2 separate regions of the Mus musculus genome follow, and region 1 is linked to region 2. The links are chromatin contacts, called in public promoter capture Hi-C maps. All regions are on one chromosome and are shown on one strand. The core of a region is the stretch at or near the end of the contact, and the rest is flanking DNA. Distances in the headings are between cores, read along the strand shown. Region 1 has its middle 19 kb from the start of Gm30695. Region 2 has its middle 11 kb from the start of Mir802.

Evidence for each region. Promoter capture Hi-C pulls out the DNA fragments that hold promoters and counts their contacts.
Region 1: a promoter capture Hi-C map of stem cell-derived epiblast-like cells shows a contact between it and region 2, with 4 times the contacts expected there. The contact joins two enhancer-like sites. A contact is called at or near these places in 3 of 39 promoter capture datasets (the 3T3-L1 cell line, cranial neural crest and stem cell-derived epiblast-like cells), 1 of 115 datasets of contacts at active chromatin or transcription factors (pancreatic cancer cells) and 1 of 9 other capture datasets (embryonic stem cells).

The regions. Positions count from the first base shown.
Region 1 is chr16:93,547,713-93,552,112 of GRCm38.p6, reverse strand. No RefSeq gene overlaps it. Among named protein-coding and RNA genes, the nearest start is that of Gm30695, 19 kb to the right of the region's middle. Within about 2 kb of position 2,177, at least 10 of the 459 cell types and tissues checked have an H3K27ac peak or open chromatin away from gene starts, as enhancers often do.
Region 2 is chr16:93,378,974-93,383,166 of GRCm38.p6, reverse strand. No RefSeq gene overlaps it. Among named protein-coding and RNA genes, the nearest start is that of Mir802, 11 kb to the right of the region's middle. Within about 2 kb of position 1,801, at least 24 of the 459 cell types and tissues checked have an H3K27ac peak or open chromatin away from gene starts, as enhancers often do.

The DNA.
Region 1 (4,400 bases), core at 928-3,427, 170 kb before region 2:
TTGAGGTAGTGGAGGCATGATCTACAGAGTCGTCACAGATTGACTTTCTCCATGAGAAGCCGGCTTTGACTGGTCTGCAGATTTCCTTCCTCAGAGGCTAGGAAGCATGCAGGTCTGTGAAGGCTGGTCTGTTTTGTTTCATGCCCCTGGTGTGTGTGGTCTGTGACCACTCACAAGCTTGGTGAAGCTGGTCCACGTGTGTATGTCCTGGGCCTAAGGACTTCTCTTCTCTGACTTGGGGCTAATTTCCTCCTGTGCTTACTTCATGTACTCAGGCCAGGGGATCAAGGTGAACCCGTTCCTCTGTAGTCGTCCTCCCTGCTGTGGTCCTCCCATATGGTCAGTGCCTAGAGAAGGTAGTGACTCCAGAGACCCCTGGAGTCAGAGGAAGCTGAATCAGAGCATCTTCTGCCTGAAGGTGTTCTCCTCATTCTTCACTTTGAGGGGAACCAGTAGGCAATGTCCCCCGGAGTCACCAATACCAGATTTTCCTAGGGTCTCCCTGCCTTGAGCTTGTCCCTGCCTTGAGCTTGTCCTGGCTGAGTTATGGCACAGCCAGGCATCTAATAGGATGGAAGGACTCCTGTTCTTTCCCTTCATCTTTCTGTTCTTGTTCCTCACTCTCTACTCCTTCAGCTATGGCTTCCTCCACTCTGCAGGCATCCTGTAGACAAACTTCCTTCCCTTCATATTCACTCTGTCCTCCTTATTACTCAAGAACTTGTGATCTGAGGAGGATGCGTAAATATGTTTTAAATGGATTCCTCCTTTTGAACACAAAGTGAACATGATGTAGTAAAACTGGGATCCCGTCCCTAAAAGCGGGACTTAGAGCAAGCGATACATTTTACGGTGCAGGATAAGTTTTGAGTCACTCCCTCCCTATTTCCCATGTCAGGGAAGAACAGACTCTGTGTTCAGAAGGCTTAGCGCTTCCCTTGCTTGCATGGCAGAGTCAGGACGCATTTTATTTTCAAGAGCATATAGAGGCAGGGAACAGGAATGGGGTGATGGTATCCCTTAGGTCCTGCCCGGAGACTGGGGAGTGGCTGTGAGTTCTTGTATGAGGCATGGGAGCTGCTCTGTAGAGGAATCCTCAGACATGGTAGGAACTTGTCTGGCAGAGCCTCATGGGATGTGTGTGAGCTGGCGTGTTAGCATAGAAGCTGGAGTGTGTGAGTAGAAGTGTTTAGGAGCTGGGGTACTGTGAGAGTTGGGGTATCAGGCACAGGTGAAGTTGTATGTGAGCATGTTGAGGGGTGAGAGTTGGGTGGTGTGAACATCGGAGGTTGGAGAGCTGTGGGGTCCACACGAATTGGGGTGTATGTTATGAGTGTTAGGGTGTATGTGAGTTTTGGTGTGTGCTGTGTGTGAGTGCTTGGGTATTTTGATGGGGTCTGAGTGTTGCGGGTGTGTGCGAGGTGTACTCTTTGATGGATTGTAATTTCAGTTTTACAAAACAGAAAGAGCCCTGGATATGTAGTTGTGCTAATGGTTGTACGATGGTGGGATGTACTCAACACTACTGAAGGGCACACTGAAAATGGTTAGATAGCTTGTCACAAAGATCCACTTAAATATTTTTATTATTTTTAAATAGTTGTAGGTGTGTGTCTGCTTGTGAGTGCCTATGACCGCAGGTGCCTGTGGCCAGAGGCCTCAGATCCATGGGAGCTGGAGCTGTAGGTAGGTTGTGAGCCACCGGAGCTGGGTGCTGGGAAGGCAGCAAGTGCTCCGAAATGTAGAGCCGCCTTCCCAGTCTCAAGGTACACATTTGTCATCTCGCCTCTCAAAAGGCTGAAGCAGGAGGACCGGGAGTTCAAGGCTGACCTAGGCTAGGTAAGCCAGACCTTAGACTCTTAACACAAGAGCAAGAGAAACAGGTTAGGATGTAAATGCCCCAACCCCTGTAAAACAAAACCTCTCAAGAACCAAAGGGCAGGCTGAGTTGAATGTCAGGCTCTTTTCTCTGGGGCTGCAGACTCAGTTTGCCTTTCTGTGTTTTAGGAGTTGCAGTGGAACCTGGCTTTGCATAGCGGCTTCCTGAGGCAGCGAGGCCACCTGACTTTATTCCCAATGAAGAGATGCAGAGATAGGAAAGCATCAGGCAGAGTCCTGACTCACACCCATGGCCCTGGCTTGTCCCACCCACTGTGTCCCCTAAGGCCAAAGTTGGCATTGCAGAAATCCCCTCTGCCTCTGTCTCTCCCCACCTCTCCGTCTGCCCCTCCCCCATTTCTCTGTGTATAGTGAGCGCTTTCGGAAGTATGAGCACTGGTAATTTCCGTTTTAGCAATGGAGATATGCCTGTTTTCCTTCTCTATGGCTGAAGTTTGAGGGAGCAAGGAGATGCCTGCGCTGAGCTTGCTCCAGTGGACTTGCCTCCAGCTGCTGTGGGACCCAGTTCTGACACCCGCCCATCTCCATCTGGGACTCAGGTCACATCCACAGCCACTTCAAGGTGAACTGCTTGCTTTAAAGTCCTTTGATATTTTGACTAAATCCTACGCCCCATTTGAGGCACTGGCCCATTCAAGTGCCAGCTGGGCCCTTTGTTTATGATTGGCTCACGTTTCCGAGCGAATTTCTTTCTGGAGACAGTGTTCTATGAGTCACCTTTGAAATGAGAACTTATCAGCTTAGGGTCAGGCTAAGTGTGGCCGTCTGAGGGGCCTGTTTCTGTAGTCTGGGTCTGTGTTAAACATGGAGGCGTGTCCTCGCACTCGCTCAGTCCCGGAACTCTGTGGTCTTTCTCCAAAAGGACAACATCTCTCACCTGCTTCTTTTATCTCTGTCCAGCTGCCGACCTGACTGTCTTACTGTTACCCAACTACTGGCTGGGAGTGTAAGTCTGAGTTTGATTGGAAAATGCTCTGCCAACACACACATCTTTCTGCTAAGAAAACAAAAACAAAAAACAAAACAACAACAACAAAAAAACCCAAACCAAACCAAACTAAACCAAACCAAACCAAACTAAAACAAGCAATGGAGACAGGATGGGATGTCTCTCTCTGTGTGTCTCCTGTGTCTTCCCCACCCCACCCCCCAGCTGCCCAATGACCAGACAGAGTCTGGCCGTGTCATATTTAAGACAAACAACGTGAATTCTCTCTCCTTCCCTCTCTTGCACACTCGTGTTTAGAAGGCAGTGAAAGCTGGTTTCTACTTCTTTTCTTCCTGGCAGTTGGGTGTATTGGGCGCGGCCCCTCGGGTTGTTCCCCCTGAATTTCTGCCCCTCATTTGTCTTTACAGTACTCACTGAAAGTGCCAAGTGTGGAGTTGTGGGAATCTGAGGGCTCCTCTTCTTAAACATTTCTTTAAGATTTTCTTTCTCTGTGGGGAATGGTATCAGCAAGCAGGATGCAGAGCACAGGGTCGGATGGACCAGGGTAGGAGGAGCACACACCCCATACCATCATGTTCCACGGTCCCGACTCAACTCCACCTCCTGGTGCAGAGCCTCTTCTTGCTCCACAGTGGTGTCTGCCATCCACTCAGACTCTCAAGAAGCTGAATAGTTGCTCGCTTGTTTGTTTGAAAATCTGAATCTGGTTGTTTAACTCCAACCAGTCAGTCCTGTCAGACATTCTCTGGGGGTGGGGATAGTTTAGAGGGATGAGAAATTATCCCAGTGTTATAACACGAAGATATTTTCTGTTGATTAAGTGCACTTTGTACAGTTCTGGCCATGTGGTGGTGACAGTATGGTGGTATCAGGAATGTGGTGGTGGCAGTGGTGTGGTGGCTTGCTTCTTTGTATAACAGGAAGATACTTTGGATGTGGTGACAGAAAATGTTGGCTTGTGGTTCTTTGCCTGTGGTCTTGGGTGTGCATGCCCTGGGCTTTACTGCTGACCAGAAGTCTTGAGGGGACAACTGGCCTGTCAACAAAGCATTTCCTCCTGGCCCATGATCCAGCTTAGTGTAGTGATAGCTTGGGGTTAGGGAGGCCTGTGTGTGGGAGACGGGGAGAAACTGTGCAAGCTGCTACAATATTCGTCCTGACCAGCTGTCTCTGGAGAGGATGCACAGTGATCTGGCTTGTAAATGGTTAGAAGGGAGCCAAGAGGAACATCTAGTCATAATTAGATTCCTGAAGTGGCTCCGGGTAGACAGTAGCGAGGTCAGAAAGTTGGGTATGACAGAGAATGTAAGCACCTGTCCCCACTACCTCGGTGAAGTTACAAAGCAGGTTGCATGGAACTCATTCTATTTTGTCTTTAACCTTATGTTTGGGAATAATCATAGGCTCATAAAAAATTACAAAAAAAAGTGTACAGGGGTGAGTGGGCTTTTCTCTTCTGCTACCGATGCACAGTCTGGGTTCCTTTGCTCCTCTTAGGCTAAAATTGTAAGTAAGCAAACAGTGGCGGTGGGACTTCTGGGTCTCTTTGTCC
Region 2 (4,193 bases), core at 552-3,051:
CATATGATAACATCACACCTGCTGTCTGCCAGGCACCACGGGGAGGTCACTGAAAAGTCTGAGTCATATCTACCCCCTAGTGTGGAGAAGCAGTTGGTATTCCTGGCAGAGAACAGGGAATTATAAATGTTTACAAAGGAGATGAAGGAATTAAAAACACCCTAGTGACAACATCAGATTTCCCGTGTTGAATAGGGTATCCTTCAAGATGTCGAAAAGATCATAGGAAGTACTGCATTGTTGATAGCAATTGAGAATAGACCTGTTTTCATGATCCACCACCCATACAAAGCCCAAATATGGAGCTTGAAGTTATAAACCCTGTGACGTCAGCCAGCGTGTAGCCCCACTACACAGTTACTAATGATGCTTGCACTATGGTTGTACATGTCTGCTCTAGTGACATGTGACAGTCAGTGTGTAGCTCCACTACACATTTCATTGCTAATGGGGTTTTCACTCTGGCAGTGTGGCAGCTCTAGTGAATTCTGTGGGCATCTTGTTGGGAATGTAGCTCTAGAAGAGAGGCCGCTCACACAGATTCCTTTAAGCCAGCAGTTCTCAACCTGTAGGTCAGGACCCCTTTAGGGGTTGAATGGTACTTTTTGCAGAGATTGCCTAAGACTAACAGAAATAACAGATATTTACATTATGACTCATGACAGTAGCAAAGTTACAGTTCTGAAGTAGCAATGAAAATAATTTTATGATTGGGCATCACCAAAACATGAGGCACGGTCTTAAAGGGTTTCAGGGTTGGGATGTTGAGAACCAATGCTTTAAGTTGGCTTGGTTGTGCCTGGAGACACATGCACTATCTATGGTGGCAGCCTCTCATGTGGAACAGCTGTAACAGGGGACAAGCATTCTAGAACATTCCCAGGAAGCCCGGCATGCTTCAGCTACATCCGACATGACAAGGAGCCCCAGATCTTTCCGGCATTTTCTGGATTTTTCTTCTCTCTCTTTATTTGGTTGAACTCTGCAGACTTCTCTGTCAAGTGCTATTTATATGATAGATATAGACACAGGAAAGCCATTTCACCCTCCAGGGCTGGGTGGAAAAAAAAGAAACGAGATTCTTGCCTGAGAGTGTCACCGGGAGCTGCGGTCACTCCCCGTGATGGAAATACATTTTACGTCTTTTTCCTTCCCCTCTGTGCCTTTTATATAAACAACAAAACACATTGAATCAATTTTTCAAGAAAACTTACAAAATCCGAAAACACTGCCGACCTTTAACGGTGGGTAGCATGAATTATTGGGGGCTACAAAGAAGGTTTTTAACTATTGAAACATGTTGGCAACCTGAAAAATGAGTTCTCCCTCCTTCCAAACCGTTAAAAATAGCTTTTATAAACTCTTAACTCCCTGTGAGGGTGAGCTGGGCATTAATCACCTTGATGACATCTTCTATTTAGGCCGTGGATAAGTCTACAACCCTAATGAACCACTTTCCTGAGGAAATTGGTCAAATCCCACCTGGAGGGAGGGGGGGTGAATCACAACAGCCTCACCATTCAGACAAATCTCTTTTCAAGGAGCCTTAAAGCTTCTCTCATTCTCCAGCGAAGACAGCCTCATAGGAAACAATAATAGTTTAATCTCTTGAAAAATTTCCTTCCTGCGCTGCAGCCGTCAGACAGGTAGTGAGAGCGAGCCAAGGAAAATGCAGAGAGCCCCTGCCAAGCCCTGGCTGCTGCCTGGCTTCTGCTTCCCAGCCTCACACAGAAGCCTCCATACTCTGCCTGCTGGAGATGTTCTGGCTTGGCTCAGTGGCTGACCCTCCTGTCCCGCCTTGCCTCTGAAGGAGAGAGCAATGGAAAGAAACAGTGTCGTTGTTGACTCGTCCCATGGCTGAGTGTCTGAAAGCCTCTCTATTCCTCTGGGGCTTTCTAGGACACCCTTTTCTTAGGGAGACACATTTTATCTGGAAACACACACACACACACACACACACACACACACACACACACACACACACATGGAGCTCTCAGGGAAGTGCAGAGTCTGCCTGGTGTATCCCCTGTGCACTGTGTCTGGGCTTGCTCAGAGGACCTCGCTGCCTCCTTGCTGAGCAATGCTTCCCCAGGCTGCTGGGACTGTAATAAGGCTCCAAGGAACCTGAGCAATTTTGAGATTTGTGGGATAGACAGGATCCATATTCAGTAAGTCCACTGGCTTTACCCGGGCTACCCAGTTCACAATGCCAGCCTGTAGTGACGTTCAGCAACCCGCAGGGGATTTTTGTCAGGCCCATTACGTATAATAACTCCTAGGGATTAGCCTGCAGTGCTCATGGATGGCTCAAGCTCTGTGTAATTTGCTTCAAAAGAGCTATTTCCCATCAGCAAGATTGCTAGAATGAGCACATTGACGGTTGGCTCCTCCTCATCTGTGTTCTCTGTGTGTATGTGTGTGTTTGTGCATGTGCAAGTGTGCATGTTTGTGTGTACAAATGGAAGCCAGAGATAACACTGGGCACCATCTTCTCACTTCCTCCTCCTCCTCCTCCTCCTCCTCCTCCTCCTCCTCTTCCTCCTCCTCTTCTTCCTCCTCTTCGTCCCCCTCCTCCTCCTTCCCCTTCATTTCCTCCTCATCCTCCTCGTCCTCCTTCATCTTCTCCTTCTTCTTTGTCTTCTTTGTCTTCTCCTCCCCCCCACTCCTCCTCCTCCTCCTCCTCCTTTTGGAGACAGAGTCTCTCACAGAACCTGGGGCTCCCCGATTTCTCTAGATTGGCAGGCCAGGAAGCTCCAGGAAGCCTCCTATGTCTGCTCCTCCCATGCCCCCTCCGTGCTGGGTTTGCAGCCCCACTTATCACATGGCTGCTTGGCATTGAAACAAGGTCCTCAAGCTTGAGTGGCAAGCACTGAATCTCCGTAGCTATCATCTGCGTTCTTGACTAGTCAGCTGTAATTTTCACTGTCTGTGCTCTCCAGGGAGCATCTCTGCCCAAACACATCCCCAAGTTTTCTGGCTCCCAGGCACCCCCCCTTTTTTTTTTTATCCAGTCTTACTTCTGGTTTTCCTCTTGGCTTGGCCACTTCAGGAGCCATGTGCAGAGTCTGGGCAAACTGAATTGTATTTTAATTTCATGTCTATTTCCCGTACTCATATTAGTGACTTGGAATTTAAAAAAAAAAACAAGAAAAAAAACCAACACAACTCTCATGATAGAGAATAGAACATTGTCTAATCTCTCAAATAAATCGAGAGGAGGCTCATTAGCTGAACTGCTGGGTGGCACAAAAGTTAAGTGAACCAATTTAGTTATCATAAAAATAGCCTCTCCAGGCCACCCACCGTGTCTAAGAATTCTTTGGATCAATTCCCATGTTTTCAGGCCAAGTAAGAAATACATGGAACAGAACCTGCTTTTATCTAATTTTCCCCGTCACCGTTGCGAGTAACTGAAGGCAAATTCCATAAATTCTCCTTAGTCAAGCGCCTCAGCCAGCACCTTAACAGGCTAAGTAAGAAATGTTGTAGTCTATCCAGATGCAGTAGCTGAGGACAGACCCTTGAAGTGAGGATAAATAAAGACCAAAAGACAGACAGGATGCTCATCATAATGCTGGTTACCATAGCAACTAATCATGAGTGACATATTGCCAGCAATACACGAGAGGGTGGTCAACATTAGTGACATGAACACAACCTGCGGTTCTTACAGATGTGCAAACTCATATTTTCTAAAAACAAAAACCAAACAAACAAAATTGGAATATTCTTATGCTATATTAATTGAAAAAATCATCGAGTGTGATATATTTTTCTCCAATGTATCTATTACAAACAAAAGTGTATTTCTGATTCATGGACTAGAGTGAACTTACTTCATTTTTATAACTTTTTTTTTAATATCTCAGATGACCTTACTACAGTTTGGTGATACAAACATCACTGAGACATCGGCCACAAGCAACTTTGTGTTTGTAGGATGGTGAGTTCCTTGTGATTATTTCTGTTGTGCCTGTGTTAGGTCAGGGAGTAGAATGGACAGAAAAGATAATTTGTCTTCATGAGGGGCAGTGCTAATCCTAATGGCTGCCCAGTTTGAGGTGGAAATCTTCAGCTGCCTTAAGCTGGTATGGAGGGTCTGGAAGGTTCTAGAAGAGCTGCTGGTCTTTAGTACAACTTGGAAACTTAAAGACGCTGCGTTGTGACAGCAGTGAAGGGTAGCTGCCACAGTT